Linked DNA regions of Mus musculus: region 2 is linked to region 1. The links are chromatin contacts, called in public HiChIP or PLAC-seq maps. All regions are on one chromosome and are shown on one strand. Each heading gives the region's core, a stretch centred on a gene start, on an enhancer-like site or on the middle of the called end of the contact. The rest is flanking DNA. Distances are from core to core; before and after follow the strand shown. Region 1 has its middle 79 kb from the start of Armc3. Region 2 holds the start of Msrb2 (methionine sulfoxide reductase B2).

Evidence for each region. HiChIP or PLAC-seq counts read pairs in DNA pulled down with a chosen protein or histone mark.
Region 2: an H3K4me3 HiChIP or PLAC-seq map of bone marrow-derived macrophages shows a contact between it and region 1, with 6 times the contacts expected there. The contact joins the promoter of Msrb2 here to the enhancer-like site in region 1. A contact is called at or near these places in 1 of 115 datasets of contacts at active chromatin or transcription factors (bone marrow-derived macrophages) and 2 of 9 other capture datasets (adipose tissue and liver).

The regions. Positions count from the first base shown.
Region 1 is chr2:19,118,466-19,121,733 of GRCm38.p6, reverse strand. No RefSeq gene overlaps it. Among named protein-coding and RNA genes, the nearest start is that of Armc3, 79 kb to the left of the region's middle. Within about 2 kb of position 1,598, at least 28 of the 459 cell types and tissues checked have an H3K27ac peak or open chromatin away from gene starts, as enhancers often do. A contact at or near this core is called in bone marrow-derived macrophages, where this site is marked.
Region 2 is chr2:19,369,962-19,373,229 of GRCm38.p6, reverse strand. Msrb2 (methionine sulfoxide reductase B2) reads right to left here and starts at 1,594. Exons shown (of 5, transcript NM_029619.2): 1 at 1,451-1,594. The coding sequence starts at 1,547.

The DNA of each region.
Region 1 (3,268 bases), core at 349-2,848:
ATATATATTTATATATGTGTGTATATGTGTGTGTATATGTGTGTATATATACACATATATATGTGTATATATGTATATATATATATATAATATTTTCATTGGTGTTACCATATGTGCTGACTAGTTTTATGTAAACTTGATACAAACTCAAGTCCTTTTGGAAAGGACTTCCTCAAACCAAAAAAATCCTCCTACCAGATTATCCTCTGAGAAAGCTTATGTTGCATTTTATTCATTGATGATTGATGTGTGAGGGCACAGATCACTGTGAAAAGGGCCACCCTGGGTCTGGTGGTCCTAAGTACTATAATAAAGCAGGCTGAGCAAGCCATGTCTACAAACATGAAGACAGCGTTCTTCCATGACTCTGCTTCAGTTCTGCCCTGCTTGAGTTCTTGCCCTGACTTTCCTTGGGGATGGACCCAGAAGAATAAGAAAATAAACCCTTTTCTCTCCAAGCTGCTTTTGGTCATGATGTTTTATCTCAACAATAGAAACCCTAACTAAGACACCATACATAAGTACCATGCTCCTGCCAGACACCATACATTACTAACTAAAAAGCTCAGTGTCAGGTAAGAGATACCTCCCCATGAGTGGTTGGCCAGAGATGTCCTAGAGATATCCAAAACAAGAAAATCCCTTGCTATTGCTCTCAGTTACACACAAGAATGTTAAGATCATGAGACCCTAATGCTAAAACATCACACATTTTAGACACAGAAAAATCAAGTTGGTGCTGAGCAGAAAACGTCTTCCCTCTTAATGCTCAGAAACCATTGCAGAAGAAGGGGCAGAAAACATATGAGAGCCAGAGGTTAGGAAAGACCAGAGGGAAAGAGTGTCTTTTCGACACTACAGGGCCACTGCATTCATGAACTCACCATAGCTACTGCTGCCTGCACAAGACCTGTGTAAGAACAACATTCCAGCTTAAGGTGAGGAAAAAGTTCAAAGCTCCCATACCTAGCTGAGGAAGGAAAGCCAATTTTCTGGTAGATTGACTATGTTCCGATGGATGCCTTAAATATGAGTGTATGGGCACCACAAGTGGGATGTAAGGGAGGACATGAAGTTGGGAGGGGCTGGGGTGAGGATGAATCTGGGAGGAGTTAGAGGAAAAAGAGGGGAATATAATCAAATTACATTCTGTGCATGCATGAAATATTATAAGAATTAAAAATATATATTTAAGTTTTTTTTCTACTCCTGATCTGAATCAACTTCCTACAGCATCCAAAATGAAGACACCATCCTTCATTTCTTCACTAGTCAAACAGAGATGATTGTCTCTGAACTTGGTTCTTCAAATTAAACCAAGGGTCTGGCAGAGCAGCCAGGCATGCTGACGGGCTTCAAGGCACGTGCATTTTCTTTGTTGGTACGTGACACTTTTCTTCCTGGGATTATTCACTACATGGAATAAAACAATTTTAGATATAATGGGGAGTTTGGGAAATTATGTTCCTTTTCATTTTATAAATGGAACAATATGCAGACTAGGTGACTAGGGTTGTGTCTCCTGAAGACAGTCATGACAATCATGCGCTATAATTTGTCTTAAGACATTTCCCCATTTCTTTTAAGATACCTTTAAAAGGAAGTTGCATAAGGCTGCTTACCCAAATAACTAGTTGAGTCATGCAGGCTTGTGGGGTGTATCCAGGAAGACATTCAATTGTCATTCAAAGTCTTGGTGTACAAGCAGAAGTGAATAGTCTATCTACTCACTTATCTAGCTGTCTCCTGGAGGAGGGAAGACAACTCTAGGAACACTAGTTCCACTCCCCAGGACCACCATGCACACATCCCAGCTCATTTTATCACTGGCCTCAGGAGGCCAGATACCCTGACCAACATCACCAGGGATGAAATTAGTAAACCAGGAGACAAACTAGTTTGTTTTGATGCAAAATATGGCATATGGGTAAAAGTCACCTGGTGTTCCCACCCCACCCCCATAAGAGAACAATGTACATAGGTGGTTTATGAGAATTTCAGTAAGCCTAGACTTGGACACAGAATTAGTTGAGCTATTCAAGCATTCAATAGCATCAGCTGTTTGGGTTTTGCCTACTTCAGTTACCTCTTTTTTTCCCTCCCAGTTTCCCAGGAAAAAAGAAACACCTTCCTACTTCAATAGCACCTGGCCTGGGCATACAATGGCTGAATGCTTCCGCCAAGATTTGGGGGCCTGAAGTGGTCAGACCAGTTAATACCTCAGAGAAGTGCTCAGCTCTTTGACCATATTCCTAGAATAACAAATAAATCATTATTAACTGAAACATAAAAATATTTTCTTAAATTTAAAATGGAGGTAGGATGTAGACCAAAGTCCTCAAGCTGGGATGCTGGGACCCTGACGAGATGCAAGGTAACCGACCTGGGTCCACGAAAGATGAGTCACTGTAAATTACCTACCTTTCCATGCTTGTAAGCCTACACTTGTGGCTGGAGAAACAGCCTGGGAAAGGAGTAACAGAGAGGTGAGAGGCTTGCTGTGGCCACAGACTGTAAGTGTAGGAGCTAGAGCCACTTACCTTCATTAACTGGGAAGGAAAGTGAGTGTTAGCAACTTTTAATTCACTTAATTTGCTTTGCTTTTCATCTTTTGCTCTGTGTTTCAGTGTTCAAACAAGAGAACCAATAGGATCACAGCAAATACTTCCAGAGATCGTGTTTTTGTTTAGGTAAGGTTTTGCTATTCTAACTCAGGCTGCCCTTGAACTCACCACCTTCCTGGCTCCTGAGTGCAAGGACTACAGACATGAGTCATTCTCAGTTTCCAATGACATTTTTAACCAATATGTAATGTCTCTGGGCTTCCCAAAGACTGCAAGCCTGAAAACTGTAAGAAAAGCTCTGTAGAACTCGGTCTATGGAGAGAACAGGCAGGAGCAGGGAATCCCAATCTAAATGGACTGAGAGATGGACTCGATAGAGGGTAATTGTAACTCCAGGACTCTGGAGGCTGTGGCAGAGAACAGAGCTGTAGATGCTGCCCTGGCCTATGTAGCAAGTAAGCACTTAACCGACTTCTGGTGTAGGGCTGTTTCAAACCTGTGAAATGCTTCTTTGTACAATTGTTCTCAAAATAAGATACAGAGCGAGTGGCACGGACAGTGAATGACTTATAGAAATTCACCAAAGTGGACACTCAGCCACAGCCAGCTGATCTAAATTCACACAACTCATAGTCATTTATGAGAAAAAAATACCAATTTGTCATATTTTCAAAAATCTAACTGTTAGCATTTTTTACTGGCAT
Region 2 (3,268 bases), core at 345-2,844, 250 kb before region 1:
GAGTTTTTGCTACCATAGGTTTTTTGTTATTCCAGATGAATTTGCAGATTGCCCTTTCTAATTCGTTGAAGAATTGAGTTGGAATTTTGATGGGGATTGCATTGAATCTGTAGATTGCTTTTGGCAAGATAGCCATTTTTACTATATTGACCCTGCCGATCCATGAGCATGGGAGATCTTTCCATCTTCTGAGATCTTCTTTAATTTCTTTCTTCAGAGACTTGAAGTTCTTTTTATACAGATCTTTCACTTCCTTAGTTAGAGTCACGCCAAGGTATTTTATATGATTTGTGACTATTGTGAAGGGTGTTGTTTCCCTAATTTCTTTCTCAGCCTGTTTATCCTTTGTGTAGAGAAAGGCCATTGACTTGTTTGAGTTAATTTTATATCCAGCTACTTCATTGAAGCTGTTTATCAGGTTTAGGAGTTCTCTGGTGGAATTTTTAGGGTCACTTATATATACTATCATATCATCTGCAAAAAAGTGATATTTTGACTTCTTCCTTTCCAATTTGTATCCCCCTTATCTCCTTTTGTTGTCTAATTGCTGTGGCTAGGACTTCAAGTACAATGTTGAATAGGTAGGGAGAAAGTGGGCAGCCTTGTCTAGTCCCTGATTTTAGTGGGAATGCTTCCAGTTTCTCACCATTTACTTTGATGTTGACTACTGGTTTGCTGTAGATTGCTTTTATCATGTTTAGGTATGGGCCTTGAATTCCTGATCTTTCCAAGACTTTTCCTAAGCAGCATAAGATATAAAACTGGGTTGGAAAGGAGGTCAGGAGAGCAGCTGCCCAGTGCTAAACCACAGGGCCACGAAATTACAGAGAATTACACCTGGGACTCCTCAAAGACTCCTACTCCTCCCAGGGAAGATGCAAAAGTGTCCGGATTCACAAATGAGGGCAAAAAGCACTTACCATTCCACCCCATCCTGTCTCTTAGCCACTAACAACCTGTTGGAACACGAGAATAATTCACCCACACATCTCAAAACCTAGAGTCACACAAAACCAAGATAGTGTTGCAGCAGCACCCGTGATGGTGCAGTGGGCCAGTCTCACAGGACAGGAGGCAACTAGCAGTCCTCCCGAAGGAAGTGGGGGGGGGGGGGGGGAGGGCAAGGATTAACTCCCGCCCAGGAGAGGGCGCACAAGGTACGGCTGTTGACCGCCACTGGGTCCCTGACAACACCATGGCTCCTAACACGACTTTGTACACCAAAATGTAACATATAAACGAACTGTATGCAAGCATAGGAGAAGATTCGATCCTCTCCGGCATCAGTGCTCCCCCAGCACACCAAGTTTACCAAACGCGTTGCTCTGCTCCGCAACTCAGGCAGCGGGCCGCTGGGACCAGTCTCTCAGGACCTCACAGGAGGCCGCCCAGGGTCAGCCAGGACTGTGAAACCGAAAGCCACGAGAGACGGCAGCGATTGAGGACCTACCTGTGTCCTTGCTTCCCGATCCCGCGCAACCCCGAGCCAGCCGTCCAGGCGCCTGCAGCAAAGGCAGACCCCGCAGCGCTCGCAGCAGTCGCGCCATGACGCTGCCACCAACGGGTTTCCTCCCAAGCCTACCCAACCCCCACCCTCCGCCGGATCCCTCCCCTCTGCCCAGGTCTCTTCCCCTCCTCCAGGCTCTCCTTTTCTTCTGGTGCTCCACCCTACCCCCACCACTTAACTTATCCTCTTGCTCCTCTTGACCTTGATCTTCGCGGAGTGTGTGGAATATCCCGGGACTCCACTGCCTCCTCCTCCCGCAGTACCTTACTCCGATTGGAATCATGACTAGTCTAAAACTTGCTGTGTTTCAGTTTGTTTAGGTTTTCCAGAAGTCATACTAATTGCAGTTGGTTATTTCTGGCTTCCCTTACTCAACATAATTATCTGGACATTGCTGCTTGGTTTTTTGCGTTACATTATGCACAAATCTTTTTTTTGTTGTTGTTGTTGTTCTGAATAATATTCCATTATACTAAACTGTTACTCATTAGTTTAGGCTGTTCTAATTTTTGCACATCAAAAACAAAGCTGCCAGGAGCGTTCCTGTACATGCCTTTTTTTTGGATACCTGGAAGAGGAATAGCCAGGTCTCAAGGGCAACGGCTGCTTCACTAGCAATGTATGAAAGCTCCTGTCATCATCCCCTTCCTACACTTGATTACTCAGGCCTGTTTTTTTGTTGTTGGTTGGTTGGTTGGGTTTTTTGTTCGTTCGTTTGTTTTGCTTCGGTTTTTGAGATCTAATCTCTCTATGTTGTCCAAGCGTCCTCAAACTTGGAATCTTCCTGCCTCGGGACTGAGTTTATAGACATGCATCACTACAAAGTTAGACTTAAACTTCTTACAGTAATAGGCTTCTCTTGTGTTATCTTTCAGTAACTGACAATTAGCCATTGCTAAATCATACATGGTTTTGCCCATTTATTATTAGATTTACTTGTTGTGGATTTTTTTCAAGGTTCTTCCATATATTCTCTGGGCACAAAGCCATTATCAAATCGTTTCCTCACAAATTTCCCTTCCCGAGACTGTGGGCTGTGTTTTTCTGTTTCCTAATTGTGTCTTGGGATGGGAAGTTTTACATTTTGTTAAACTTCATTTTATCGGTTTGATGGTTTGTTTTTGTTTTTTATAGTTTGTGGCGGCTTAGGGGTAACATATTTAACAAATGGAGCTAGTCCAATATTACAAAATATTTTATGTGTTTTCTTCTGCTAATTTTATAGTTTTAAGTTTTACATTTAGGTCTATTATCTATCTGAGTTAATTTTTATTTATTTATTCATTTTTTAAAATAAGGTAATTTTTTTTTTTTTGTTCTCTACTGCCTGCATTTGAGTTCTTGTCAAAATCAGTGTATGGCTGAGAATGCAGCTCTGTAGTAGAGCAATGGCTAGCATTCACGGCCTCAGGGTCGCACACACCCACTGGGGAGAAACCCCAGGTTGGTTGGTTGGTTGGTTGGTTCGTTTGTTTGTTTTTATCAATACAGGGATCTGTTTCTGGACTTTCTGTTCTTTCCGATTAATCAACATGTCAGTGAGTATACAGAGTACTGTAACATCTGCATCCCTGGAGGTGGAGTCAGCTAGTATTTGCAGATCTCTGCAGATCTTCACACTCCCAGAAAACAGAGGGAAGCCTTCCTGGATCCTTCCCTCTCCCTGTTTCCTCTATCCACTGCTTTGAGAACTTTCATCTCATCCTGGCACAGGGCTTTCTGCCCCCACTCCCATGCCCACCTATCAAGAAAGATCATGGG